Regions from separate parts of the Mus musculus genome. Here regions 2, 3, 4, 5, 6 and 7 are each linked to region 1. The links are chromatin contacts, called in public Hi-C, HiCAR-type, HiChIP or PLAC-seq and promoter capture Hi-C maps. All regions are on one chromosome and are shown on one strand. The core of a region is the stretch at or near the end of the contact, and the rest is flanking DNA. Distances in the headings are between cores, read along the strand shown.

What was found. Promoter capture Hi-C pulls out the DNA fragments that hold promoters and counts their contacts. Hi-C and Micro-C count contacts between places; a contact is called where the count stands out from the background. HiCAR-type assays count read pairs that join an accessible place to other places. HiChIP or PLAC-seq counts read pairs in DNA pulled down with a chosen protein or histone mark. Capture Hi-C pulls out chosen DNA fragments and counts their contacts.
Region 2: a Hi-C map of CD8 T cells shows a contact between it and region 1, with 4 times the contacts expected there. The contact joins the promoter of Vezt here to the promoter of Tmpo in region 1. A contact is called at or near these places in 3 of 39 promoter capture datasets (hippocampal neurons, pre-B cells and second pharyngeal arch cranial neural crest), 3 of 484 Hi-C or Micro-C datasets (CD4 T cells, CD8 T cells and pre-B cells), 5 of 115 datasets of contacts at active chromatin or transcription factors (embryonic forebrain, large pre-B cells, memory CD8 T cells and 2 more) and 2 of 9 other capture datasets (adipose tissue and liver).
Region 3: a promoter capture Hi-C map of pre-B cells shows a contact between it and region 1, with 4 times the contacts expected there. The contact joins the promoter of Metap2 here to the promoter of Tmpo in region 1. A contact is called at or near these places in 2 of 39 promoter capture datasets (hippocampal neurons and pre-B cells) and 3 of 115 datasets of contacts at active chromatin or transcription factors (astrocytes, large pre-B cells and stem cell-derived neural progenitor cells).
Region 4: a HiCAR-type map of astrocytes shows a contact between it and region 1, with 5 times the contacts expected there. The contact joins the promoter of Ntn4 here to the promoter of Tmpo in region 1. A contact is called at or near these places in 2 of 115 datasets of contacts at active chromatin or transcription factors (astrocytes and embryonic stem cells).
Region 5: a contact with region 1 is called in a promoter capture Hi-C map of adipose tissue, with 2.9 times the contacts expected there. The contact joins the promoter of Arl1 here to the promoter of Tmpo in region 1. A contact is called at or near these places in 1 of 39 promoter capture datasets (erythroid cells), 1 of 115 datasets of contacts at active chromatin or transcription factors (large pre-B cells) and 1 of 9 other capture datasets (adipose tissue).
Region 6: a contact with region 1 is called in an H3K4me3 HiChIP or PLAC-seq map of pro-B cells, with 10 times the contacts expected there. The contact joins the promoter of Snrpf here to the promoter of Tmpo in region 1. A contact is called at or near these places in 9 of 39 promoter capture datasets (the 3T3-L1 cell line, 3T3-L1-derived adipocytes, the C10 cell line and 4 more), 1 of 15 datasets of contacts at CTCF or cohesin (large pre-B cells), 4 of 484 Hi-C or Micro-C datasets (CD4 T cells, CD8 T cells, embryonic stem cells and 1 more), 11 of 115 datasets of contacts at active chromatin or transcription factors (acute myeloid leukemia, astrocytes, differentiating embryonic stem cells and 7 more) and 2 of 9 other capture datasets (adipose tissue and liver).
Region 7: a contact with region 1 is called in a Hi-C map of B cells, with 9 read pairs. The contact joins the promoter of Amdhd1 here to the promoter of Tmpo in region 1. A contact is called at or near these places in 7 of 39 promoter capture datasets (the C10 cell line, embryonic stem cells, hippocampal neurons and 3 more), 1 of 484 Hi-C or Micro-C datasets (B cells) and 8 of 115 datasets of contacts at active chromatin or transcription factors (the 230-238 cell line, astrocytes, embryonic forebrain and 3 more).

What each region holds. Positions count from the first base shown.
Region 1 is chr10:91,169,630-91,173,531 of GRCm38.p6, reverse strand. Tmpo (thymopoietin) reads left to right here and starts at 1,913. Exons shown (of 4, transcript NM_011605.3): 1 at 1,913-2,494. The coding sequence starts at 2,219.
Region 2 is chr10:94,034,143-94,038,044 of GRCm38.p6, reverse strand. Vezt (vezatin, adherens junctions transmembrane protein) reads left to right here and starts at 2,246. Exons shown (of 12, transcript NM_172538.5): 1 at 2,246-2,375. The coding sequence starts at 2,340. Fgd6 (FYVE, RhoGEF and PH domain containing 6) reads right to left here and starts at 2,044. Exons shown (of 21, transcript NM_053072.3): 1 at 1,735-2,044. The coding sequence starts at 1,750.
Region 3 is chr10:93,889,492-93,893,393 of GRCm38.p6, reverse strand. It overlaps Metap2 (methionine aminopeptidase 2), which reads left to right and starts at 2,192. Exons shown (of 12, transcript NM_019648.3): 1 at 2,192-2,297; 2 at 3,120-3,856. The coding sequence starts at 3,706.
Region 4 is chr10:93,638,972-93,642,873 of GRCm38.p6, reverse strand. It overlaps Ntn4 (netrin 4), which reads right to left and starts at 1,825. Exons shown (of 10, transcript NM_021320.3): 1 at 1,366-1,825. The coding sequence starts at 1,420.
Region 5 is chr10:88,729,212-88,733,113 of GRCm38.p6, reverse strand. It overlaps Arl1 (ADP-ribosylation factor-like 1), which reads right to left and starts at 1,700. Exons shown (of 6, transcript NM_025859.3): 1 at 1,550-1,700. The coding sequence starts at 1,553. Gm4925 (predicted gene 4925) reads left to right here and starts at 2,013. Exons shown (of 1, transcript NM_001037166.2): 1 at 2,013-3,573. The coding sequence starts at 2,398. The coding sequence ends at 2,796.
Region 6 is chr10:93,587,728-93,591,629 of GRCm38.p6, reverse strand. Snrpf (small nuclear ribonucleoprotein polypeptide F) reads left to right here and starts at 1,972. Exons shown (of 4, transcript NM_027246.1): 1 at 1,972-2,091; 2 at 3,507-3,632. The coding sequence starts at 2,089. 4933408J17Rik (RIKEN cDNA 4933408J17 gene) reads right to left here and starts at 2,217. Exons shown (of 4, transcript NR_045810.1): 1 at 1,860-2,217.
Region 7 is chr10:93,538,133-93,542,034 of GRCm38.p6, reverse strand. It overlaps Amdhd1 (amidohydrolase domain containing 1), which reads left to right and starts at 2,002. Exons shown (of 9, transcript NM_027908.1): 1 at 2,002-2,201. The coding sequence starts at 2,065. It overlaps Ccdc38 (coiled-coil domain containing 38), which reads right to left and starts at 1,403. Exons shown (of 16, transcript NM_175488.6): 1 at 1,226-1,403.

The DNA of each region.
Region 1 (3,902 bases), core at 664-3,163:
TGCTGGGCTCAAGACTTACAATGCTTTTTTGTTTTTGTTTTTGTTTTTGAAGACAGGGTTTCTCTGTGTAGCCCTGGCTGTCCTGGAACTCACTTTGTAGACCAGGCAGGCCTCGAACTCAGAAATCCACCTGCCTCTGCCTCCCGAGTGCTGGGATTAAAGGCTTGCGCCACCAAGCCCGGCTAATGTTGAGTTTTTAAAAGGGGGAATTAACACAATAAATTCCCTTTAGGAAAATAATCTATCATGAAAATAATGTTCTGCCAGGCAGTGGTGGCACACATTTTGGATCTCTGCACTCAGGAGGAGGTAGACAGAGCTGTGTTCGAGGCCAATCTGGTCTACATAGTGAACTCTAGGAGAGTCAGGACGACATAGAGAGACCCTGTCTTGAAAACACAAAAGAAAACCTATCTTCAGATTTATAGGTCCATTTTTACTGAGGGTTTTGCTTTTCAACGTCTTCCAATTTAACCATGTAGACATAGGTAAGCACAGTTTAAATATTTTTGTTCATATTTTTAATTTTGTTCATGCTTAAATTTAAGGCTTTTTTATAGAACATAATCTAGAGCTTAAGACACTGAGGGAATGATTAAGAGACTCTGAATCTGAGGTCAGCTGCTTCCTCTCACGAGCAGTGTCCTGAACCATTTCCTGTGTAGACATTCACATTGTTCAAAACCCTAGATACATTGAAACACTATACATGCTTTCATTCGCTTTTTATTTTTGTTTTTGTTTTTTTTTTTTTTTTGTTTTCGAGACAGGGTTTCTCTGTGTAGCCCTGGCTGTCCTGGAACTCACTCTGTAGACCAGGCTAGCCTCGAACTCAGAAATCCACCTGCCTCTGCCTCCCAAGTGGTGGGATTAAAGACGTGCGCCACCAACGCCCGGCTCATTAGCGTTTATTAACTACACATCTTATTGCGGACTTTTTACATAAATTTAACTCTGATCATGTTCGCCCATATATGTAATTTGTTAATAGGAAACATTTCTGGTCAGTATTGTGTTCCAGAAAACAGAACTGTGGCACATTTGAGACGCTAACTTGAATCAGCAGCATGAGTTTTACAGGGTTCCTGGCTCCCTCTAAAATTAAAAAATTAGTATGCACCACTACAGGCACATAAAGTTGAATACTAGAGACTTTCTAAATGTTGCGTTTCATCTTGTTCCATTACCAAACATTAGGTTTGATGAAGTTAGGGGAAATCCTTGGTGCTTGGGGTGGGGGTCTTAACCTAGACGGCTTAAAAATACAAAGAAGGCATTTGTTTTAAGCCCCAAGAACTATGGAAACCAAAGGGTTTGGTAAAAGAAGGCAAAGGGAGACTTAAAAATGCAATTTTGTAACAAACTAAAGCTGTATGGAAACCTTCAGCTGTGGAAGTCTGGCTTTCCCTAGATTCCAGACAAAAGAAGCGTTTGCGAACCGAGGGGATTTGACTTCCTGCGCATCCCGCACCACAGCCTGTCTGGTTTTCACGCTTCCCCTCCAGGGCCAGCACTCGGAGGGGGCAAGGCCAGTCGGCCGCCATTCTTCAGGGGGGCTCGGTGTCCCGGGAAGGAGCCAGGCCCGGGCAAAGGGTCCTCAAGAGAGCTGGCGCAGAACTCCGCCCGTCCGAAGGCGATCGAGGCCGGGACGAGGCTTCTCCGGTGCAGGGGGCCAGGAGAGAGGGAAACAGCGTGCAAACCCAGTACCGCCCATCCCTTATCAGCGTCCGAGGGGAAGGGCGGAGAGCCGAGGAAACAGCGGGCCCCGCGCCCGAGCTCCCGCCCGAGCGCCTTTTAAACTGCGTTTCTGCACCTCTCGCCCTGCGCCGCGGCGGCTGGAACCCGCGCGAGCCGCCCAGCCAATGGGTGGCGCGCTTCCTCCGGGCGCCCGCCAATGGCGGCGCGCGTTCTTGGGGCGTGCGCGAGCCAGGCTCCCCCCACCCCACCCCACGCACTAGCTTGTGTATGGGCTCGGCTCGCTGCGGGCTCCGGGTTCGGCTGCACTTGCTCCCCAGTCGTGCGCCAGGGGCTTTTTGTGGCGGGGGCCGGACCTGGGTTTTGTGTCCCGAGTTCTGTGCCGTGCCCGCGGCGCCGCTCCGGGGCAGGGATCTCCCGAGGCGGCGGGCGCAGCCCCCGGGACCAGCGAGCGAGCGCGCCGGCGTGAGCAGCGGCGGCGGCGACTGTGAGGGGCCGGGGAGGAGAGAAGGAGGGGGACGAGATGCCGGAGTTCCTAGAGGACCCTTCGGTCCTGACCAAAGACAAGTTGAAGAGCGAGTTGGTCGCCAACAACGTGACGCTCCCGGCCGGCGAGCAGCGCAAGGACGTGTACGTGCAGCTCTACCTGCAGCACCTCACGGCGCGCAACCGGCCGCCGCTCGCCGCGGGAGCCAACAGCAAAGGGCCGCCCGACTTCTCGAGCGACGAGGAGCGCGAGCCCACGCCGGTGCTCGGCTCCGGGGCCTCCGTGGGTCGCGGCCGCGGCGCCGTCGGCAGGGTAAGGCGAACCCCCCCGGGGCCGCGGAGACGGGCGTTTGGCGGCCGCGGCGCGTGCTCGGCGGCGGGGCTGGCCCCCTCGCGGGGTTCCCCGTGCCCGCGGCGGCGCCCCGATCGCGAGGCCGCCGGGGAAGGCGCGGAGAGGGGAGTCCTCGGTGCGAGCCGCCCCGGCTGTGCTGCTTGGCTGCTCGGGCCGGGTGCACGGTCCGGAGTGGGTGTAGACGCGGCCTTCCGAGCCGTTTTCTAAAGCCCGACAGGCTTGGCCCCCGGCGCGCGAGGTGAAGTTGTAGCGTTTTCCCGCTTTAGCGCCGAAGTGACTCGCAACAGTGTCAGAGCGCTCCCTGGAGGGCAGTTTGCGACATAGTCATTTCTGGCCTTTTTTTTTTTTTTTTTTAAATAAAGGCATTCCCGCCTTTTTATGTTGTTGACTTTTTTTTTTTTTTAAACAGATGGAGGGCTTTTTGAACCGTTTTGTTTCCTCGCGTGTCATATTCTTCCAGTCATCAGGCCCCGCCTTAAGTGGGTTTGCTGTACTGTAAACGGGACGTTTTAAGTACGTTGCATTTGGAAAAGTTTGTTCCCGTAGACATCCTGGAGAATCCCAGCTAGTGAGCGTTTTGTTTTATCGTTGTAAGATTTTTGCTGGAGGAAGTAAAGATCCGGAAGCAAAAAGAAAAGTTTATGACATACTGATGTATCAGTATTTGAATTTGAATGCCTCAGGCCAGTGAGATGTAAGATGCGTTCCTGCCGGTGTGTATCATTTTGCCTTTTTTTTTTTTTTTTTGGTTGCTGGCTTTTTGGGGGTACGTTTTAAATAGTATTTTGTAGGTTTATATTTAGTTAACAGAATTCAAGTCATTAAAAATTAGTTATGAGTGTTGATTTGGAGTGTTTTAAATCTTCGAGAAGCATGTGAATGTTTTGACTGGTATCGCGGTTTGCCTCTCGTTTTGGTGCTGGGAATTGAACTCAAAGCCTCTTTTTTGTATGTACTAGCCGGGAACTACACCTCAAGCTGTTTGCTTCTTCGAAAGTTTAGAGTGTCTTGCGATAATTTAAAAAAAAAAGTGGGTTGTTTCCTGACTGCTCGAACAAGAGTGAAAGTTACATCAAACGCATGTGTGGATTTAGTTGAGAAAACTTTTACCCTTAACTTTCAATGCCTAAGTGTTTTAAGATTGACACAAATCTCGGGGCGGTGGTGGCGCACACCTTTAATCCCAACACTTGGGAGGCAGAGGCAGGCAAATTTCCGAGTTCGAGGCCAGCCTGGTCTACAGAGTGAGTTCCAGGACAGCCAGGGCTACACAGAAAAACCCTGTCTCGAAAAAACAAACGATTGGCACAAATCAGTGTCTAGTAAGCATTAGCCCCGTGAATTACAGCGTCGGGCACCTGTAATCCCT
Region 2 (3,902 bases), core at 997-3,496, 2.9 Mb before region 1:
AATTTTCCCCAAAGCTTTAATAAATTTCATTATTATGAAACCCCCCCCCACACACACACACACGACTAGCAAGGAAATGTATGTATAACTTCATATAATGGGCAGGAAAGAGAAACCTCAGTCCTCTTCCGTATCCCCCTAGATGTAACAAAAACTTACAATAAATCTCATCAAATCGGTGAGCAAAAAAGTAATGATTCTCAGCAAGCCATTCTTAAAAAAAAAAAAAAATCAACTCACTCAGCTAGACACAGGAAGTGTCTCTCTTTTAAATACCACAAAAATGCTGTGGATTTCCTTAATTGTAAAGTTGATAAGTATAAAAATAGCTAGCCTTGTTCTGGATTAATTTGAAGAAAACAATCGTAAACTTCCTGACTGAATTCTAGAAATTTTAATTATTAAGTTTTAAGTTTTTATTTTAAATTAATTATATTAATTCAGTCATTTTAAAAAGCTGAACGATGGCGAGGGTACAGAAACTTGGGCTGAAAACGATCCGTTGTTTAAATGGAACACATCCCAAAACTGAGAGAAACGTTTGTAAATAACTCAGTGCATGATGATCACGTGATGAATGCACATCACTTCAAAGAGAATAAAGGTCTCACTTTCTTATTGTTACTAATTTCTTGCCTGTTTGAAGTAATCCGGATTTTGCCTAGCAGTGTGACTCCTTCAAGGCTTTAGAAGTACAAATCAGAACATTTAGTGTGTGTGCTCTCCTGACAGTTTTCAAGTTGCAGGAATGTTAAACAAACGCCAAAAAAAGCAAAGAAAATTTAATCTGATACTTAAGTGCTAATTCTAGACCTAACTGAAGTGAAACTTACGCTCTTTTACTACAAAATCTCTCATCAAAGTTTCTTCTGATGTGGATAAAGATGCCTTTAATATATCCCATACCTTATTAAATTCTGGCTTTGAAAATGTGCTGTGTTCTTATAAAGAGACTGTCCCTTGGACACAAATTTGGAAGATTAGAAACTGTTCCTTAAAAAGGTCACAACACAATGAGCCAAAGTGCTTAAATTCACACAAAGGTAAGGAGAGGCTTTGTCATTTGGGTGAGTGGAAAGGAGGCAGACTGAAAATAGGGCTTTGTTTACACAGTCCAGGTACGAGGGGGGTGGGGGGGGGAGGAAGAAAGGAAGGAAGGAAGGAAGGAAGGAAGGAAGGAAGGAAGGAAGGAAGGAAGGAAGGAAGGAAGGAAGGAAAAGGTGAAGATGAGCAAAAAACAGGGAGGGGTAGGTGCAGGGGAGGGGGCAACTCGGTTTTGTTTTATTTTACCAACTAATAGTCCATACTCACTCAGGTAATAGGGCTCAAAACACCAGGGTGCAAACAGCTCTATCCAACCCTCCTTACAAGCGCGAAGAGTTTCAGTCAATAAATACTAGGTTTTCAAGCAACGCGGGCTAGTGGCGGAGTTTCTTCAACTCGCTGGAAAACTGTCCTAGCTTAGAATAACTGACTCCTCCACACCGGACTCCACGCTTCCCACACCGCGCACAGGCAGCGACAGCGCCTAAGTCACGGAACCCGAGCAAGCTCCGCGACGCCGTCCCATCACCTGGGCTCAGGGGTGGGGGACGCATCCCGGGGACCCCACAGCGGGCGCGGGCGACCGGCGCCAGTCCCGCACCGCCCACCCGCGGGGAACGCAGCGGGAGCCGGAGCCCGCCGGCGCCCGCCGCGACTACTCCCCAGCCCGGCGCGAGCGCAGCCACTTACCCGCGGCAGAAGTCATGACTGCCCCGCGCGGCTCACGCCCTCAGTCCATGGCTCCCGTTCAGTCCACACTCCCCAGAGTTTGAGCAGAAGACAAAAGTCCCCGCAGCGCCCACATTCCGTCCCGCACCGCCTGAGCGCCTCACAAAGGACGGACGCCGGCTCCCGCGACCCTCCGGCGGACCCGGGCGCTAGCGGCCAGCGACAGGGGGACGTGCACGAGCGCCGCTCCGCCGCGCTCCGGGACGATCGCCAGGCGCGCGCACGAGAGGAGATCGCAGCGGCTTCGCGGACGCGCGCCCCACCTCAACTTGAGAGAAAAATCCGCGCTCCAGGCGCCCCCTAGTAGTCAGGGGATGTAAAAGGCAGACAAAAGCCATAGCTCTCTCCAATAGGAGCTCTGGAACGCCCGCCCGCTCCCGCCCCTCCAGCCTACACGCTCACCCTCTTCTCCAATAAGCAGGTCGGAAAGGGGCGTGGGTCGCGATGCATGCCGGGAGTTGTAGTTTTCAGTGCCCCCGAGGTGGGCAGGAGCCGAAGCCTGGGTGCTGCCCGCCCTCCTGCCTTCATTTCCCATCGTGCTGAGGCGGGTGGTATGGCGGAGAAGGATGACACCGGAGTTTGACGAAGAGGTGGTTTTTGAGGTGAGGAGAAAATGGCGGGGAGTGTGGACCGTCTTTGTTTCCGAAGGACTAAAGGAAGAGCGAGAAGGCAAAGCGATTCAGAGGGGAGGGATAGGGTGACGGGCGCCTGCGGGCCTGGGTCCCCAATCCTCCGCTGTTTCGGGGCCTACTTGCTGCAGCCGCCTGACAGGTATAGCTCAGGGGATCCTGGCGTGGTTGGCCTCTGCCCCGAGCTCGCCCAGAATTCCCAGACCCGGCGCAATTGACCGGCCCTGGGCGGGAGCCTTGATCGGTTCTTACCCTATGGCTGCACCGCCCTGGACTGCGCCTCGTTGGGGCGGGGCCGAAACGTGCTGGATATTCTGTCTACTACTTAACCTCCTTCCCTTTTTATCTTTGATTTTTGCGGGCCTGTTAATCCATAAGTGCCTCCGGTCATCATCATCATCATAATCATCATCATCAAGGTGTGGCCTCTGGAATGCAGGCAGGCAGCAGGTGCCTTTCTATGTGGGGTTTAAGGTCTGTTAAGTGAGACCTGTGGCCAATGGTGTGAGCTCTGGCGTCTCAGCACCTAGGTTCCATTCTTTTGTCCTTGCTGTTGCGCTAAGTGTAGCCAGTTCTGAATGGAAGCTCTGGTCTGGATGTGAATGCTTTTGTGTTGGACTATTTTAAGATGTCTCTGCCATCTTGAATTTAAAAAATAAAGCCTAGTTAATGGCTTTAGTGCCATTTTTACCCCATCAGACAGGTCAATACCCACACCCTGGAACGTGTATGTGTATGTATTGAATATGTATGCCATACTTTCCCTCAGCCAACTAGATTTCAGGGAATTCATACAAGAGAAAGAGAAGAAATCCCCCGTGGTGTATAATGGGAGGGTGAGGTACGGTACAGAATGTGAAGTATTGAGATATCTAAAAACTGCCCGTGGAAGCATAATTTGGAACCCATTGTCCACTCATAGCACTTTAAAAAGCTACACACAGCAAGTGATACCCTAGGTAAATCTTCAGCTCTGAATGAAATTAGGAAGATTGATGGGAGAAAATGTACTCCAGGAAAAGGGTTTTATGTATGCCAAAGATCGGGGTGGGGTGACAATACTGAACGTGCAGCTTTAGGGGCTGGAGTATGGAGGGTTGCAAAGTGACTTAATATAGCTACAGTATCGAGGAGGGAAATATGACTGCTTTGCTATTATGAAGGGTCTAGATATGAGGACTTGAGTAGAGAGGACAAAGGCATACATTTTGGAAGTCAGAAAAATTAATACTGACTTGGATATTCATCTCTAATATGAAATTGAGGGAATGGCTACAGATTGAATGTGGGAGATAAAGAGGAGAAAAAAGTAGGTGGCTGAAATTTTTATTTTTTTACCCTGCTTTCTTTGGTTTCTGGACATAATAAGTGTGTTTTTGGTTTGCAGAGTTTTATTGGTCTGGGGATGTAGTTCAATGGGTAGAGCGCTTGGCTTGAATGCACAAGTCTCTTGGTTCAATTGGCAGCGCCACACAAACCTGATAGGGTGGTATACACGTG
Region 3 (3,902 bases), core at 943-3,442, 2.7 Mb before region 1:
ACAGGAGAAATTCTTAGTTATACTAATGCTTTCTCTAAAGTCCAGTTTCTACACATAGAAGGCTAATTTGCTTTCCATTGCTGTGGTTAAAACATCATGACCCAAAACAGCTTGGGAAGGTAAGGGTTTATTTGACTCACATGTCAGAGTCCATCATCAAAGGATGTCAAAGACAAGCACTCAGAGGCAGGAGCTGAAGCAGAAACCCTGCAAGAGCATTGCTTATTGGCTTGCTGTTCATGCCTTTTGTCTCATATGTGTTTATTGCTGTGAACAGACACCATGACCAAGGCAACTCTTTTTTTTTTTTTTAAAGATTTATTTATTATATGTAAGTACACTGTAGCTGTCTTCAGGCGCACCAGAAGAGGGTGTTAGAGCTCATTATGGGTGGTTGTGAGCCACCATGTGGTTGCTGGAATTTGAACTCAGGACTTTTGGAAGAGCAGTCAGTGCTCTTACCGGCTGAGCCATCTCGCCAGCCCCCAAGGCAACTCTTATAAAGACAACATTTATTTGGGGCTGGCTTGCAGGTTCAGAGGTTCAGTCCACTATCATCAAGGCCAGAACATGGCAACAGTCAGGCAGGCATGGTTCAGGAAGACCTGAGAATTCTACATCTTTATCTGAAGGCTGCTAGCAGAATACAGGCAGATAGAGTGAGGGCCTTAAAGCCCACACCCATTCGAGGCCAGCCTGGTCTACAGAGTGAGTTCCAGGACAGCCAGGGATACGCAGAGCAACCCTGTCTCAAAAAAACCAAACCAAACCAAACCAAACCAAACAAAACAAAACAAAAAAAACAAAAAACAAGAAACAAAAAACAAAAAAAAAAAAAAAAAGAAAAGAGGAAAGAGAAGAAAAGAAAAGAAAAGAGCCCACACTCACAGACATACCTACTCCAACAAGGCCACCCACACCTAATTGTGCCACTCCCTGGGCCAAGTGTACACAAACCATCACACTTTACCCAGCTTCCTTTCTTATACCACCAACCAGAAACACCTGGTTAAGGGATAGAATTGCCTACAGTGGGTTGGGCCCTTCCACATTAATCATTTAATCAAGACAATGTGCCTGTAGACTTCCCTACAGGCCAATCTGATGGATGCATGCTCTCAGTTGAAGTTTCCTCTTCCTGGATGTCTCTAGCTCGTGTCTAGTTTGTAGTCTCTAGACAGAGACCATGAGGAAGGTGAAGAATTCCACTACTAAGTGTATGCTTTTACAAGAACAACTTTGTTACAAGATAAGAAGAAAGTCTATTAAGACAAAATCTGAGGGGACTATCCTGAGTTAGAAGAATTTTACTACTCTTGCAGTTGCAAAGAGAAGCTAATAACACATTGTAAAATAAAAGCTAATTTGAGATGTCATGAGATACAGTAAAGATAAAGAAAATAGTTGTTGGTGGTGGTACTTGCCTTTAATCCCAACACTTGGGAGGCAGAGGCAGGCAGATATTTGAGTTTGAGGCTATTAGTCTACAGAGAGAGTTCTAGGACAGCCAGGGCTGTCTTGAAACACTCCCACTGTCTCTCCCCTCCCCCGCCAAAAAAATATAGGAAAAATATTATAGAGGGCAAGGAAAATATGTTTAATTTCAAGAAAAGTCCTTTCCAGAACCCTAAGGAGAGGATTACAATTCCCTAGTGGAATGGGTTTGGGATTCTTCATCCTCAAAGCAGATCCTTAGTGCACTCCAATTTCTTTTTAATATCTTTTGTTAGTATCTCCTAACAAAGTTGTCCTATTAAAGCATCAGTGGCTTCCTAAGACCAGAAACCAACAGCGTCTTTTGAGACTGTGCCGTCTACCCTTTCTGTAGTAGGTTTTTTTTAAAGATTAATCTATTTATTATATGTAAGTTTAGTGTAGCTGTTTTCAGACACACCAGAAGAGGGCATCAGATCTCATTATGGATGGTTGTAAGCTATGTGTTTGCTGGGATTTGAACTCAGGACCTTCAGAAGAGCAGTCAGTGCTCCTTGACAGAATCTCCAATACCCACCCCCAAATCAAACCCCCAAACTTGCAAACACCAGTGTCCTCTTGGTTTTCTTTGTACTTTGGTCACTGAACTTTCAAGCCTTCTGCCACACTTGGGCCCAATGCTGCTAGCATCCCTATCTCTAGTAAACATTCCTCAGGATGACTGGGTATCTTTGTCTGCATGCCCTGCAGGGATCTCAACCTTTGGATGTAGGCAGTTTATCTTTGACTCCACCTCATCCACAGCCTCCTGGGCCAGAAACCTGGGTGCCATTCTTACCTTCTCCCCCGCCTCCAAGATCAAGGTCAGTTATATTCTCTTAATTATACTTCAGAAATATTTCTGTCTTCAAGCCTCTTGTCCCTGGTCCCCAGTTATAGCCTTTGCCTACACTTTCATCGGTATTGATACCAGCAGTAGCTTACTACTTCTCTATGACCTCTAGCTTCTGCCATCTTCGTTCTACCTTTAGAACAGAGACCATCAGACCTAAAGATCCCTTTTTTCAGTAAAGGTGTGCACCACCACTAGGCTTTGCTTCTGTTTTTATAGTGCTGGGGATTAATGTAGGGTCTTTAGCATTAGAACAAGTGCTCAACCGCTGAGCTACACACTCCCAGGCCCCATTTTATGTAGCTGTGGTCAGGCCTGTATAAAGTGAAACCGCTAACAAAGAGAACCTTCGAAGCTATTCTGACATCAATGAAATTTGGTACCTAGTTTAAAACTAATGAAAACACCAGAACTCTCTAGCTGGGCAAAGATCCTTACTGATGATAACTCCTTGGTTTATCCAGATAGCTACTCACCATCTACTTTGGCAATGGTCTAAAAAGAAAAGAAAATTGCAATCTGAATAAGGGACTCTGATGAAGCACTAGGGGAAAAGACATGGGCAGAATTCAAGCATACTTTGTTGAAGCATCTAAAAGTGAAGAACTGACTGAAAACTAAGAAGAGTGTGTGTTTTGGCATTATTGAGGAAGGCCTGTTCCCATTGGTCAGAACCTGCACTTGTCTCAAAATAAGAGACGCGTGAGAACGTAGTGTCCTTTTATTTTGAGACGGGGTCTCTAAATAATCCTGGAAACTCACTCTGCAGACCATATTGGCCTCGCATTTACAGAGATTCTCCCGCTTCTCTGCGGAGTGCTGGGATTAAACGGATTAACCGCCTCCAAGCGATGATCCTATCTTGAACCATCGGAGGTTTGGAGTGCAGCATACGAAACGCGGAATTCCGGCTTCCAAAATTATCCCACGCTTCTCGACAGCTTCCCCGCGAGCTGTGACAGTGAGTTTAACGCGGTCTTTGAGTCATCAAGAATGTGTGTGATAAATACATTATTTTAACCCTCTCTCATCACTGCCTGTAGGATTTTTTTTTTTAAATAGGGAACACTAAATTCCTCGTGTTAGTGGCATCTCCTGCGCACTCTGGAGCGAAGCCCCCCTGCTTTTTCCCAGGCTGGGAAGATGCGCACAGGGGGTGCAGAAGCTTAGGGTCAGAGTAAGCGCTGAGCCAGGAGAGGGGGCGGGCACTTAGACCGCGTGCTGCAGAGTCCTCCGCCGTCCCAGCATTCCCTGCGTCCGGACCATCGAGCGCGGCTTCCGGCGTCGCTGGTGGAGGTGGGTGAAGAAGGAGCGGGCCCTCGCCGCTCGTTCTCGCTCCCTCTCTCTCTCTCTCTCTCCCTCTCTCTTTCTCGGGCAACATGGCGGGCGTGGAGCAGGCAGCGTCCTTCGGGGGCCACCTGAATGGCGACCTGGATCCAGACGACAGGGAAGAGGGAACCTCCAGCACGGCCGAGGAAGCCGCCAAGAAGAAAAGACGGAAGAAGAAGAAGGGCAAAGGGGCTGTGTCAGGTAAAGGAGTCGTGCTTTCGCCGTCCCTGCCCGGCATGGCCGAATG
Region 4 (3,902 bases), core at 576-3,075, 2.5 Mb before region 1:
TGCTTGCTTGCTTGCTTGCTTGTTTTTGGCTTTTTGTTTTGTTTTGTTTGCCATAGCATGACTTGAAAAGGGAAAGGTTTATGAAAAGTAGGGGGAGTGTGGACTTGTAGTGCATCATACGAAGTGCGATCAGGAAGAATTCAAGAGAGATCTTTTAACCGTGAGCGGTTTGACAGATCCTTGGGGGTAAAAAAAAATAATGAATAATTTAAAAGTTTCCACCCACTAATAATTTTGATAAGAAGTAGTTATCAGTGCAAACACAGGCTGCACCCTGATAGAGGACGCAGCCTCTTAAGCCTGGACTTAGTTGCTGGCAGCTCTGGGGAAAAGAATGGAAGCAGACCAACTGAAGAGATGCCTGCCCCAGGGCTTGGAACCTTCCAGTCGGTTCCTCTAACCCACACGTCTCTTTCAGGAGCAAGTCAAGTCCGTCTGAGGGGTTTGGGGTGGGGGATGAAATCAGACCCTCACAATTTTTCCCCACTACCCCACTGTGCTGTACTTAACCTAGCTGAAAACCAGGTGGCCTGCGAGAAGGGAGGGGGAGAAGAGAAAGAGGAGGCTCCCGGGGACTCAGACACAGCAAGCCTGGAACCGGTGGCCTAAAGACAGTCCAAGAGAGACAGGACCGTAGCGGGAGGGGAGAGGGGCATCTGCCCGTTGCCCGTAACCCAGTTACTGAGCCAAGGAACAGACCCGCCTCCGACCTCCTGCAGAGCTTCGGCCAGGGTACCGATTCCCCAGGGGCAGTCAGCCAGCTCCGGGCAATCACCACCTGAGTGATCACCCCCCATGGTCCCAGTTCCGAGTTCTACAGCGTTGCAGCCAACGCCCCGGGAAGAGGGCGCTCACCCTCACCCCAGGTGGCCCTACCTGGCTCTCAAGTACACAGAATGAGATCCGGGAAGGTGGCGATCTCTCTAAGTGAGAGATCGGTCTCGGCCCACGCACGCCCAGGGTCTCTGGGCCACCCCTCCTCGTCACTCCTCAGGCCATGGAGAGCCCGGGGATGGCGAGCTGGGTCCTTTGTTCCCCCTCACCAAGTGCAGAGGCAGTTTTCCCCCCCAAGCCAAACCCAGAAAGAAACATTGATCTCTCTGTATCTTCTGCAGGGCGTACCCAGGATATCTGGTTATTCAAGGACATGTGTATCTCAGTTGCAGGAGAAAAAAAAAAAATCAATAGTGTTTGAAACTGCGGAGTCGCGGGCAAAGGAGACGGAACATGGCCACTGGCTTCATCCTCAATAGCCGAGCTCTGGGCTCCCGGTCCGGGATCCCCTATATCCCCCAGCCCCCGAGCTTGGGTGGAGGGGCAGGAGCAAGGGAAGAGGGGTGGGGGCCCGGCCGCGTCACCACCCACCTGCGGCCACCGCGGAGCAGCCCCAGAGCAGCAGCAGCCGTGCGCAGCTCCCCATGGCCGGGCAGCTGCGGGAGCGGGTGGGATGAAGCGGCAGTGGTCCTCGGGAGCACCGGGGGCTCTGTGGTTCTTCCTCCTCCCGGAGCGCCAGGCTCGCTCAGTGGGCACCGTGGGCACAGAGCCGCGGGCCGGGGCCGCGCCAGGCGGCGGGGTGACCGTCGCGCACCGGCCTGGCGGGGCCCGGGCAGCTCAGCAGCGGCGGGAGCCCCGGGATCATAGCCGGCCTGGCCGCTGCCGGCTGAGCGGCCCTGAGGGCGGGTGCGCCGCTCGCCCAGGGCTCGGCGCCCGCAGCCGACGCTGAACTTTGCGAGACCTTTCACTTCCCGGCCGCCGCCGCCTCCCGGCTGTCCTCCTCCGCTTTTCCCACCTTCTGTGGCCGCCGAGGCTCGGTCCCGTCCTTCTCCATGGGCAGTTCCATGGGATGCATTTTTATTGCACCGACACCGCGGCGCTCCGGTGCCAGCCCTCCTCCTCCCCTCGCACCTCCACCCCTTCCTCCCGCCCGCCCCCCGCGCTTGACAGCCGGGCGGTGCAGACGCGCGGGTCCGGTCATTGTCGCCGCCGCCGCCGCCCAGGGGGAGGGGGTGTCTGCAGCCCCCGCTGCGCGCATCTCCCTGCCTGACCTCGCGGGTGCCCTCCAGCACCCAAGGGCCTCGCCTGGGAAACAGTCTCCCACCTTCTCCAGGAACATTCCTGAGAGCAGTTGACTCCCTCCGGATCAGGTCAGGGCATGCCAAGGGGCTTAAAAACCCGCGAAACAGGCGAGCGACTACTTTCCAAAAAATCACCCAGCAAAACAAGCCTTCCCCCCTCCCCCAACACCACTCCACAGCACCCATTCTCTGCGAGTCCCACGGTCTGGGTTAGGACCACCCCAGACCCCCAATTCTGCCTAGGGTACTGCCAGTGAACGCGCACCAAGTGCCAAGGGTCCTTTAAGTCTCTGCTACCTTTTTGGGGGGTGCAGCCCAAAGGAGTCGAAGGTGTACCCGTTTGGTGTAAAAGATGTTCTCACACGGCCTGAAAGACCAGGATCCATGATCAGGGAATCAACTGTTTAAGAACATCTATGTCTGGAGCATCGACATAAGAATGCCTGGGTCCTAGGTGCATTCACACATTCTTCATAGTATGGTGAGCAGGGGAACCATAAAGTTATGAAATATCTTATGGGGAGCAATTTAGCAGCAACCACAAGCAGCTAATTGTAGCTCAGGGCTGGTGTTTATGAAAGGAGATTAAATAGCACTTCAGCCTGGGACTTCTGTAACTTCTCTGAAAATATAGTTCTGCTTACACATGCAAAGAAATTGGCAAACGTTGAGTCGAAGGCAATTCTGTATTGCAGCATTCAGTGTGTGTCTTTGAGTATTTTCCAGAAAGTTAACTGCTTTGCAGATACCATTCAGTTATTATAAATTGTCAGAAATACAGATGGGGCCAATTAGAGCTTTGGGGGCACACGTAGATATTATTTATAATGACCGAGCTGGAGACATATAGGTTTCTATCTCTCTAAAGGAACTGAGTTGAGGTTAGCATAATCCACTGGGAGGCGTTAAAATTATTATTTTGGCCAGTACTGGAAGTGGCAGGCGACATGAGAACCGTCACCAGCTTTCGAAAACAAACTCTGAGCTTTCAAATACTGGCCACGCTGGAGCCTCCGTTGGCTCTCACAGGTGATGCTTCTGATGCAGTTGCTAAAATGCTTCTCCCAACTGTTCTTTTTATTAAATGAACGACAGGGGATCGTAACAGGCTAAGGCTCCCAGCCTAAACACTAGCCTACAGGCCAAGAAAAAGGAAGAGAAAGACAGTATTTACTATTAATCTCTGAGACAATATATTAAGTTGAGGCAGGGCTAATCCATGCCTGATTATGAATTTCAGAAGCATTTGCTGGGTACTCCCCTGATCGCTTTGTAACTGGTTTGTCGCTCCTTTAATAAAGCAGCAAGATCCTTAAATGGCAGCTAGACACTTAGACTATGCAAGACACAATTATGTGGTTTTTTTCTTACATTGCTCGTTATTCTTAACTGAAAACACTTGTCAGACATGCAATAAATGTTTTGACAGTTATCTCAAAACTATTGTTATATGCTAAGAATAGAGACTGAGAAGAAAAGCGGCGAAATAAGAACGATTCCCAGGATTCTAGAGGAATGTGGGATCTCCACAGCAATACTTTAAGTGTGGACTAGCTCAAGAGAAACGGTAATGAGCATTCGAATAAATGTTGTCTGGGCGCAATGTGGTGGTTTCCGCCTGTAACCTTAGCCATTGGTAGAGGCAAGAAGCTCATGTTTTCAAGGCCAGCCTTGGCTACAAAGCAAGCATGAGGCTAGCTAGGTCTACATGAGATCCTGTCTTTTTTTTTTTTAAGTGCATATCTAGTATACGTTCTTACAAATTATATTTTCATTTTGAAGAAAGGACCCAAGAGAGTTGGCCAATGTGAGGAAAATGTGTTCCGG
Region 5 (3,902 bases), core at 451-2,950, 2.4 Mb after region 1:
ACCCACAGAACTGCCTCAACAAACCACTTTTGTTGTTGCTTGCTTATTATTATTTGGGGGCAGTATTTGTTGAGATAGGATCTTTTACTTTGCAGCCCTCGATGCCCTGGAAATCAGCATGTAGACCAGGCTGGCCTCAAACTCACATAGAGATCCGCCTGCCTCTGTTTCCTGAGTGCATTAGAAACTCATATTTTAGACAAAAAAAAAAAAAAAAAAAAAAAAAAAAAAAAACAAAAAAAAAAACCCCGACATTCACTACTTTATAAAATATTCCCAGGAACCTTTATGTACCCAAGGCACCCTGAGATGTAAAAGCATTTGTGGCACAAATACTTTGCCTTCAAAAGTCACTAAAGGGAGGAAAAAAAAAAAAAGATTCACAATAGAAAGTGAGAAAACGGAAACGTGGGGGATATGAAGAATATGCTCAACATATAATATACACGGATACACACACAATTTTAAAAATAAAAGGCAAGGCCTTTTGGCTAGTGGTCCAATAGGAGGCTAAACCAATAGCAGTGAGTCTGAGGCCACCTTTGGCTGCAGAGTGAGTTGCGTTCAAGACTTGACAACTTAGTGAGATCCTATCTCAAAGTTTTAAAAGGGCTGGGGCTATACAGCTCAGCAGAAGGGCGTTGCCTAGCATACTAAGGGTTGACTTCCAACAGCGCTCCCTTGTAGGCATACAAACGCACACGCACACGGAAAGGAGAGGAGAGGAGAGGAGAGGAGGAAGAAAGGAAGAGATATTACACTTTGCTATTTGAGGGGAATGGCAGAATTAAAGCTGCCCACTCTAGAAAAGCGAACACGGAGCAAGCTGTATACAGAAAGAATGGGTGTGACCTGACAAAGTCCTTTTGCCCGTTTAGACGTCTAGATTTGGAAAAACAACGCCGAAAGGTTACAGAGAACCGAACGGAACTATAATGCACCGGATCCACACACTTCTGAGAAAACTGAGTAAATACTGACAGAAACCGAAGATTTTGCAACTCCTAGAAGCTCCACCTGTACCGGAGCATCACCACCGTCGGGTGCGCTCGGACGTCTACCGTAGTTCCCTCACCTGGAGAAGTGCGAATCAGCGAAGCGACATGAACATCTCACTCCCTGTCCCACCGGACTTCACAATCCACCTAACTCCATCCACCATATCTACGGACAGCTAACTACAGCGGGCGAGCAGACAGGAGCAGCGCAAGGATCAACAAACAACACCGGTCCTCGGGTTTCTCAGAAGTGACGCAGTCCCAACACCCACCCCGATGCCACCAAGCTTCCACGAAGGATCAGACACCTCGGTGAACCTTCAGCTGCCTGGCTGCCAGGCACCCGACGCCCCGTTCCGCCTACCCAACCGAGATGGGGGATGCAGGATGAGGGGAAAAGGCCGGGCTGGGATCAGTCCGGACCCCGCGGGTGCAAAGGACCGAGCCGGGAGGCGGAATCTCCCTGCAGGTGAAGAGCCAAGGTAGCGAAGAGCTGCCCCGCGGCCCGGCCGGTCCCCTCGGTCGCCTGACGCCCTTCCCACGCTCCTCACCCATGATGAACCGCCGCCGCGCCCTCGCCGATCCTCAGAGACAGGCCGGGACTCGGCAGCGACTCCTAGTTGAGCCTGGGCGCCGCCACCTCCGCTACTCCCGGACTCCGGTTCCGAAGCGGACTCCTCCAAGCCTGGTCGGCCAGCAACTTCCACGTCGTCCACCCAGCGGGGGCGGGAGCCGGGGCGAAAGGCCACTGCGACTGCGCGCTGGACACGGAGGTCTGGGCGTCCGCGTCGGCGCTTTCGATGCAACTCCCAGGCGCTCTGAGCGTAGCAGAAATGAACGCCACAACTATAACAAAAAAAAATTTAAGACAAAAGTGTTTCCTGATTCCACTTTTCTGGACAATAAGGCCTTCTCAAATATTAAAATGAGACTTTTTCGTGTTAAATTCTGATATCATAAAGTGGCGAATCGGCCAACGGAAAATAAAAGCTCGATAAAGCGAAGGCACAGAATGCTGGCGCTGGTTGCAGCGTCCCGGTGGTTGCACATCTGCGGAGGCGGTCCACTTTCCTCTAAATGCATTCCCGCAGGAGGAGCCAGGGTTACGTAATAATAACGAGAAAGCTCACCCGCAGTCACTGCATACCACCAACACGGGGCACCCTCGTACCCGAGGTGTCTAATTTTTGATCTCTGGGTGGCCACCTGACCGACCACCCTTCCGCCTCCGCAGAACTGGGAACTTCTTGCCTCCTGCAACTTGAGTTGGAAGTTAGGTAGTTTTCGATAGTGAAAGGGTTTGGTGTTTCTTAAAATTCTTAGAAACGCGTCTTGCTTCTGCGCAGCCTCTCAGAGGCTCGAGGCGCGCTCCAGGTCGGATCCACCTGTAACCCACGCCATGGCTAAGGAAGGCACTGCTGCTGGAGTTGTCATGGACGTCAATACGGCTTTGCAAGAGGTGCTGAAGACCGCCCTGGTCCACGATGGCCTAGCGCGAGGAATTCACGAAGCTGCCAAAGCCTTAGGCAAGCGCCAAGCCCATCTCTGTGTGCTTGCATCCAATTGTGATAAACCTATGTACATCAAGTTGGTGGAAACCCTCTGTGCTGAGCACCAGATCAACCTAATTAAGGTTGATGACAACAAGAAGCTGGGGGAATGGGTAGGCCTCTGCAAAATTGATCGAAAGGGGAAACCTCGGAAAGTGATAGGTTGCAGCTGTGTGGTGGTTAAGGACTTTGGCCAAGAATCTCAGGCGAAAGATGTCATTGAAGAGTACTTCAAATGCAGAAAATGAACAAAAAAATTGGCTTATTTTCTGTTAAGTTTCTCAAAACAGAAAAGTACAATTATCTCAAGCTCTTGAGTTTTCGCCGGAAATAATAATAGCCCTTTTTTAGGAAGTTTTCTTCCACATGGAAACATTGCATTATTATGTTCTGGTTTATAATGAAAATGGTCATCTTTTTGGAAATTTACAAACTGCCTAAGATTTAGTCTAGCATTATTGGGGCTTTTTTTTTTTTTTTTCTCGAGACAGGGTTTCTCTGTGTAGCCCTGGCTGCCCTACAACTCACTTTGTAGACCAGGCTGGCCTCGAACTCAGAAATCCACCTGCCTCTGCCTCCCGAGTGCTGGGATTGAAGGCGTGCAACACCACCTCCCGGCCTGCATTACTAGGGTTTAATTGACAAAATATTATATGTATGTTGCACAGTGTGAGATAGATATATAGGTATATATAGATATATATACACACACACATACATACATATGCATGAGAGAGAAATGATTACCGTGAAAATAGGCAAACCCTCATATTCCCTTTTCCTGTAGGTTGAGTACACTGAAGATCTATTTGGCAATTATCAAATAGGCAGTGTATTGTTATTAAATATGGTCATCATGCTGTGACTATACATCTAAGGGACTTGTTCATCCTGTTGGAAAAGAATCTGTACCATCTTACTGATGTATCTGCATCCCTGCTCCATCCCCTGACAGTCACCATTGCGCTCTCGGCTTCGGAGTTGTCTCCATAGACTCTACTTATGAATTAAACCTTCCAACGCCCTCGTAGGTGGAAATGTGTGATTTTTGTACTAAGCTTATTTCATTTAGCAGGATGACTTCTACATTCATTTTATACGTGAGATTATTTCCTTTTTAAGGCTGGCTAGTTATTGTTAAGCATGTGCATTTGTACATTCGCATCATATTTTCCACATTAATAAGCTTATTCAGGTTGATTTTATACCTTCTTATGTAGATTTATTTTTTATAGTTCTTGAGTGTCTGTGTGCCCATGGCATGCATGTAAGTATGTACACATGAGGACCGATGCTCTCAGAAGCCAGCAACATCTGGAGCTGTCCAGAGCTGGAGTTATAGACAATTGTGAAC
Region 6 (3,902 bases), core at 723-3,222, 2.4 Mb before region 1:
AGAAACACCAACAGACTCAAAACCATAAACCTTATAGCATATGTGTCTCCTTCGTCTCCCTTGTCTTTATGCCTCATTCACCACCCCGAGATTCTGTCTGCCCATAAAGTGTTCTCATTTAAATCGTTCTTTAGAGTAGTGGTTCTCAACCTTCCAAATTGCTTGTGACCCTTTAAGACAGTTCCTCATGTTGTGGAGACCCCCAGCCATAAAATTATTTTTGTTGCTCACCCCATAGCTGAAATCTTGCTATTATGAATATCTCATACGCAGTATATCTGATACATGACCCCTGGGAAAGGGCTACTCAACCCCCCTGCCCCCCAGGGGTGGTGACCTACAGGTTGAGATCTGTGCTTTAGAGTCTGTTTTCTAAAGATGATGGGGCTTAGAAGTTGAGGAACTACAGGTCAGAGGACCTGAAACACTGCTTCTTCTGGGTGCTTGGACTTGTAGAAATATTGTAGAAAATTTGAAACTTGTAACTGGTACATCCCCCAGTCTTGTAACTTTGGTTTCTCCCATAACCTGGGAGACAAATATTCTGTCTGTCTTGGTTTTATTACGTATCTCTCCTTGTGCATTTTACTCTTGGTCCTTTGCAGAATACGGAAGACAGCTCAATACAAGGAGAAAAATACTAACATGAATCTGTCTGAGTCTAATTCCCAGTATTTCATCACCTACAGTATTAAATTAGAAGTTGGACTAGGTATCCCCAGGATTGTGAGTTTAAGATTTATAAATTTGTCAATGCTGACTGAATAAGTAGAGCATATTTGAGTGTCAGGAACAGTAATTATTCTTCCATTACCATGGGAAAAAAATCCGAGCTAAGATTTCGGTCTGATCAAAATGTATCTGAGATTAGCAGCATCATTTTTAAAATTTTCTTTATCATGTTTTGTCTGCATGTGCGCATGTGCACCGCGGGAGGGCCTGGCACCCACAGAAGTCAAAAGAGAGAGATGGGTCCCCGGCACATGAAACTTTGGATGGTTGTGAGTCACCACCATGTGGGGATGGGATTCGAACCCAGGTCTTTTCACGTGCGAAAAGCGCTCTTCTCCATTGAGCCAACACCCCCAGAATGTGTTGGCATACTTTAATAATATAAACGACAGTCTTTAGGCTTAGGCCTGGGCCAATCTCGAATCTCGAGTTATTTGGGGAATCCATGCCAAAAAAACAAAACAAACAAACAAACAAAAAACCGTTCAGGTTCATATAGGGTTAGATCTCCCGAAAAAGAAAAAAGTACTCTTTTTACACGGGTTTCATATCACAGGTGAAGCGATACTGAAATGTTGAGATTATGGGGAAATTAAACGGGGTTCTGATCGATAACTTTCCATCAGAGCGATTAACCTGTGGTAGCGTCAATAATTCCCCACATCCTATTCACAAACACACGTAAACGGACCTCCTTTGGCCTCTGGTTCTGGGAATGCTTAGACATCAGAACGACAAGAGGCCACCACATTATCCGAGACTTAACTTGACCTGGTTTCAACTGTTGTAAAGCCCCACTTGAGTGCTTTTCACTAGCACTCACGTAGTCTTGCTACCCCAGCTTCCTTTAAAAACCCGCAAGTGGACGGACATTCTGTAATAAAGAACAGTCCCATAAAAGGGGGGCCGTGCCAGAGGTGTTCCCCAAGTGCTGGATCTATGGGAGGATGACCTCCAGAACCCGATCTCGTTCTTTCAGCTGAAGGACAGACTAAACCTTCTTTAGCTAAAGAAACCAAGTCCGTTCGCCAGGGCACTTAGCTTCCCCTTGTCCCGAAGCAAAGACATTGGGGTCGCTCAATCGTTCCCACTTCGAACTTGAGCAGTGGACACAAACACACGCTTACCTGGTTGCTAGGAAACAGTACCGCCATCCCCTCCAATCAGTAAACACGTCTTTGGTGGCCAATCACAGAAGCCGAGACAACGCGGCGTGAGGTGAAAGGTCAGGCCGCTTTTGTCGGCCATTTCTCTTAGCGCGGGTCGCTTGGTTGTAGCGGCAGCCGCTCCGGTCACGAGGGGCGGGCAGCGGCGGAGTCGGCGGCTAGCGGGGTGCAGCGCTCGCCGGTGGTCGCGATGGTAAGGACGATGAGCGCCGCGGGGGCTGGAGGACGGGCGGCCTCGCGGGGCCCGCCGCCCCCTGCGCCTCCCATTCATCCCCACGAGGCGCCGCGCGGCTGGCCGCTCGCTCCTGCTCCCGACGTCGGAGGCCTTGGCGGCGCGCGCGCGGAAGCCCTTCCCCTCCCCGAGATCCCCAGCCACCTTTCCGCGTGTTGTTTGTCCCGGAGCCTGAGGTGTAGCCTAGTTTGGGCTCACAGGGTAGGGGTAAACCGAAGCGAGTTTTCCATTTCTACCTAGCACGCTCCGCAGTGCGCCATTTATTCCTTGCTGTTGACAATTTTAGCAGATTGTCCTCTGGCGCAGAAAACCCCGGCTACCCTTCCACTCATTTAATACTGATCTTAGGCGCCAGGAAGATGGGGTGGTAAGGTAGACTCTGCGTTTTCTTAGGAGTGGGAGGTAGGCAGCCGTCAAATAATAACAACAAAATAAGCAATTACAAGTAGCGGTGATTGTTAAGCAGGGAGCTGATAGGATGCTCTGAGAGGTGCACTGCCTAGTTATAACGCAGTGGAGGAGCGCTCTTCTCCAGAAGGTGTCAAATAACCAGACATCCAGGTCACAGAGCAGGTGGAAGAGTATTTCTTGCGCGAGTTCCAAGTAGAAAGTAGGTTTGACCAGTTGGAATTGACAAGAATTGACCGCTGCTTGCAAGAATGATGGTTTTAAAATACAGCCTGGGACCTTAACGCCTCCTAGGAAATATGAGGCTCTGTCAAGTGCAGTTAGAGACCATTGGAGCATTCTTTTAAGTCACAATAGTACATGACTTGATAAGTGGTTTGTGGATGATAAATTATAGGCAGCGTAAATTGGCTACTCATTTAGACCCTGTGCTCTCCAAGATTCTTTGGGATGGTGTGTGAGTGGAATGGAGTATGGGGGTGGTTATGAATTTAAAGGGAATAATACTTCTTGATTTAGCATTAAGAGGCCCTCTCACTGACGATATTGAGCTTTTTTTTTTTTTTTAATGTCTGCAGAGACCACCCTGTACCTTTATTTTGATTCCTTTAGAGCTTGGATAATGTAGGTATTTGGGGCTTTTGTCCATTCGGCAGTGCTCAAAATGGAACTAGTGACCTAAGTATCCTAGGGCAGTGCCCTGTCATTGTGTTACACACTTGCCCCACTCCCATCTGTCATTCGACATTTAATTGCATAATTCATATTTTCGTTTCTGTCAGTGGACTATGAAGTTGGCTAAATGGGTACTTAAATTTCTCTCAGACACCCTCCAGCAAATTATAAAGTGATGGTGGATCGGAGTTTACCCTGTGTCATAAAGTCTTGACTGGTGTCTCAGTAGAGAGTGGGTGGTGGAAGCTGAGGTAAGCAAAAATTATTGAGTGCTGCCTTTGGTTTTTATACAGAGTCTACCCCTCAACCCCAAGCCCTTTCTCAATGGGCTGACAGGGAAGCCAGTGATGGTGAAACTTAAGTGGGGCATGGAGTACAAGGGCTACCTGGTCTCCGTGGATGGCTACATGAACATGCAGGTATGCTGAGGAGGAGGAGCATGGGTGAGGAGCAGGAAACCAGGTTTCTACTGTGTCACCTTACTCCTCAAAGGTTTACTGAGACTGGTGGGAATGCGCACAGATTGACAATAGAAAGTGGAGTCGAGATTAAAGTATGAACCAGGGAGGAGGTTGAACCATGATGTTCTTAGGAGTACTTACACCAGAACACAGAGCTTTGACATTTGGTCTCTAAAGCAGAAGGGAAAACTAGTTTATTACAGAAAACAATGATTCAGCCTGTCTTTT
Region 7 (3,902 bases), core at 753-3,252, 2.4 Mb before region 1:
AACAGGTTAGCTAAAATTTTAGAGTATAAAAATTCTCTAACCATAAGTGACTCTGTTTCTACCCTCTGCCATTTCTACACCCCACCCCCTTTCTTCTTTTAATTTTTTTCTTTGACAGTGAGTCACTGTGTAGACCAGGCTAGACTGAAACTCACATAGCTCTATTACCACCCCTGGTTAATCTCTCTCTCTCTCTCTCTCTCTCTCTCTCTCTCTCTCTCTCTTGGCAGTACACAGACATTTGTGGTTGTGTTTCTGCTTTGTGAGCAGCTGTTGAGGTTTTCACTCACATTATTTTATAACTTCCTTCTTTTGTTTTTGTTTTGTTTTTTTCTACCCCATCTCTATTTTCTTATAGAACATGGTGTGGACCTAAAGGACATTTGCTTCTAGTCTGTCGGAAGCTATTTTTACTGTCTGTTTTATTAATGGCTATAAGGTGACCCAAAATTATCTTTGTGATTTGCAGAGTAAGCCTGCTTTTATGGTATTGTTTTCAGTCCTTGACCCTGCCACCCCCATCTCTTGTAGTATTTGTTGGCCTGGGCAAGGGAAGAAAATCTCTTATCTTTTTAGGAAACATACCATAGAAACTAAATAACTTAAGGGTGATATAGTCTTTAGTCTCAGCACTGATGTGCAGTGTGTGTGTGTGTGTGTGTGTGTGTGTGTGTGAGTGGGGGTGGGGAACCAGGGAGAGAGAGAGAGAGAGAGAGAGAGAGAGAGAGAGAGAGAGAGAGATCTGAATTAAAAGGCTATCCTGATCTACATAAAGGGCTCCAGAACAGCCAGGGCTACACAGTGAGACTTATCTCAACAAGAGAAAAAAGACCAAGGGGGGGGGAAGCCCTAAAACCACATATGTACAAATAGCATTATACAGACCAAGTGGGCTGTATTTATGTATTTAGGGACACACACACACCATAGAAAAGGTCTTGAATTTGAAAGAGAACAAGGGTGGTTTAAGAGGAAATCAGGAAATGATGTCATTGTAATCTCAAAAAATTTATGTGTGTGTGTATATGTGTATGTGTGTGTGTGTGTGTGTGTGTGTGTGTGTGTGTGTGTGTGTGTATGTATTCTTTACAAATCCTGCCTGCCAGTTCTTTAAACAATCTGGATACTGTCTGTCTACAACCTTGAGTGCAGTGGTGTGTGTGAAAGCCACCACACTCGGGAGGAGGGGGGGAGTGTCAGACACCCGGGTCAAATCTGGTTTTACCTCAACAAGTCTGGATCACTGTTGAGACCTATCCTTCAAGAAGGCGGTCGGGACAAAGCAGACAGAGGCACCAAACTGATACTCTGTGTCTCAGCTTCATCCTTCCCTGCTCCAGGCTCCCTTCATCCTGGGAACCGCTTACTACCAGGCCCAAGCGCCGATCTGGCCAACCGAACACGCGTGGCACCCGCAGCCAGGCTAGGAGGGTCACGCGGACACCGTGAGCCTCTGCCCCGTGCCCCTGTCGCCTGTCAGCGCAAGTTTGCTAGGTTCAAGTTCCAGCTCCCAGGGCACAGTGTGTTTTTGTCTCTGTTTCTGTCACTGTGTCTAACACACACACATACATACATACACACACACACACACACCATGCACACTCACACCACACGCATACACACACCCCACTGTGTCTGCCTCTGTTTCTGTCACTGTAACACACACACACACACACACCACTGACGTCTCTGTGTGAGCCCTTCCCAACAACACTTCACTTGGCCACTGCACCGCATCTACCTCGCCCAACTTGATCACTTCCGGTGGTGGCTAAATTTCAGTTTTGTTTTGTTTTTAATCCAGAAGTTAGGGGTTGGGGAGGGGGTGATATAACCATCACCTCCTTTACTCCAAACCTGGAAAGGAGACCTGAAAAGACTGGCGTCCACAATAAAGTTTATTCCAACTTTATTCCAGGCGCTCTGGTTGGCACTGCTCCTGTCCCGGTCACTGGCTGCTGGCCAGCTCCCGCCCCACGCTGCCCAGCCCCGCCCCGCCCTGCCCGGGAGCCACAGCTCGCAGGCTCTCCTGTCCTCCGCAGCCCGCCAGCGGCTAGAGCGACAATGACGAGCAGCCACCGCCTCCTGCTGGAGAACGCACAGCAAGTGGTGCTGGTGTGTGCCCGCGGCGAGCGCTTCCTGACCGGGTCTGCGCTGCGCAGCCTGGCGGTGCTGGAGGGCGCCAGCGTGGTGGTGGGCACGTGAGTAGCCAGTAGCTGGGGACAGGCGAGATGGGGTTCCGGAGCGAAAGCTCTTTCTCCAACAAAACACCTTCAGGGCATCTTTCATTATGATCATTGATCATTGATCCCATTATAGCTTCTAAAGTACTGGCTGGTGGGTTTGCTTTGTTGTTTCCAGAAGAGTCTGTAGACTCTTTTTTGCTCTAAAATCCCGGATATTGATCCAGGTGTGCAGTCCCAGCACCCAAGAGGCAGAAGGTGAGGTCTGTAGTCTAAGGCCATCCTTGACTGTATGTAGAGTTTGCATGTGAGATCCTGTTTCAAAAAACAATCAAGAACTTAAAAAAAGAAAGAAAGAAAAGAAAGGAAAGAAGGAAGGAAGGAAGGAAGGAAGGAAGGAAGGAAGGAAGGAAGGAAAGGAAGGAAGGAAGGAAGGAAGGAAGGAAGGAAGAAAGAAAGAAAGAAAGAAAGAAAGAAAGAAAGAAAGAAAGAAAGAAAGAAAGAAAGAAAGAAAGAAAGAAAGAAAAGAAAAAGAAAAAAGGACAGGGTTTCTCTGTGTAGCCCTGGCTGTCCTGGACTCTTGTAGACCAGACTGGCCTCGAATTCACTCACAGAGTTCCACTCATCTCTGCTTCCCGAATGCTGGGATCAAAGACATGCCCCTCTTTAAAAAAATACTTTTAAATAAAACTAACATTACATCTTTTTTCCCCCCTCAAAAAGCACCTGTGGTGTGCATTATGTAGTCCAGCATAGTGGCCATGTCTTTAATACCAGCACTCTGGAGGCAGGGGTAGACTATTCAAAGTCAGCTTGCTCTACGTAATTCCAGGGCAGCCAAGTGAGACCATGTCGTAAAACAAACAAACCTACGGCTGACCCGCAAAATCACTCAAGCCCTGCATCAGGGAACTAAGGTTAACACACAGGCGCTTTGCTTTGGGGTTGTTTTCTAAAGTAAATAAAAATGTGTCAACACTCACACCTTTTAAAGAGAAGGAATGAATGTGTATTATTTTGTAGTTTATTCTTTTTCCCACTTAGTAGTAAACAGTAAAGCCTCACTATTCCATGTTAATAGTTTCTAAAGGGCCAAAACTCCTAACACCTTTGGAAGGTGGTTTCTAGCTTCCTTGAGTAATTATGTTACTGGATGTGCACTTTGTTCAAACATGACTCCAAAACCCACCACTGAATGACAGCCCACATTCTTAGAAGGTGGACAGCTGTGTGGTTAATGTGGTCCTGAAGAGAACCCCACACCCCCAGAGTCATCCCACACAGGCTGAGGCCATCAGAGATCTCCATCGTAGGCCTGAACTCATTTAAAGTCCAACAGCACACATGAAGTGGTGTGTGCTTCAACCTCCAGCTCTCCGCAGAGCCCTTTGCCCTGTGGCTCCTGGTTAAGTCAGCTCCATGTCAACCAGGACAAACCTCTGACAGAAGAGGAATTCCTAAGTAGGGAGTCCCAAGTGAGGGCTTTGTGTTTAACCTGCATTCATAGGTCAGCTTCCAACCTGTCTGGTCCTTTCCATCACTGGATTTACTGCAAAGTGGGCATTTTATAGAACTTGGCCAGATAAAACGCTATCCGGATTCAAAAATCAGAATACAATTTTTTTCAAAATTCAAATGTAGTTTCTTGTTCTCTTCCTGAATTTGCCCTCCTCTAAATGCACCCCTCCCCAGTTAGGTGAGCTTTCCATCACTGTGACA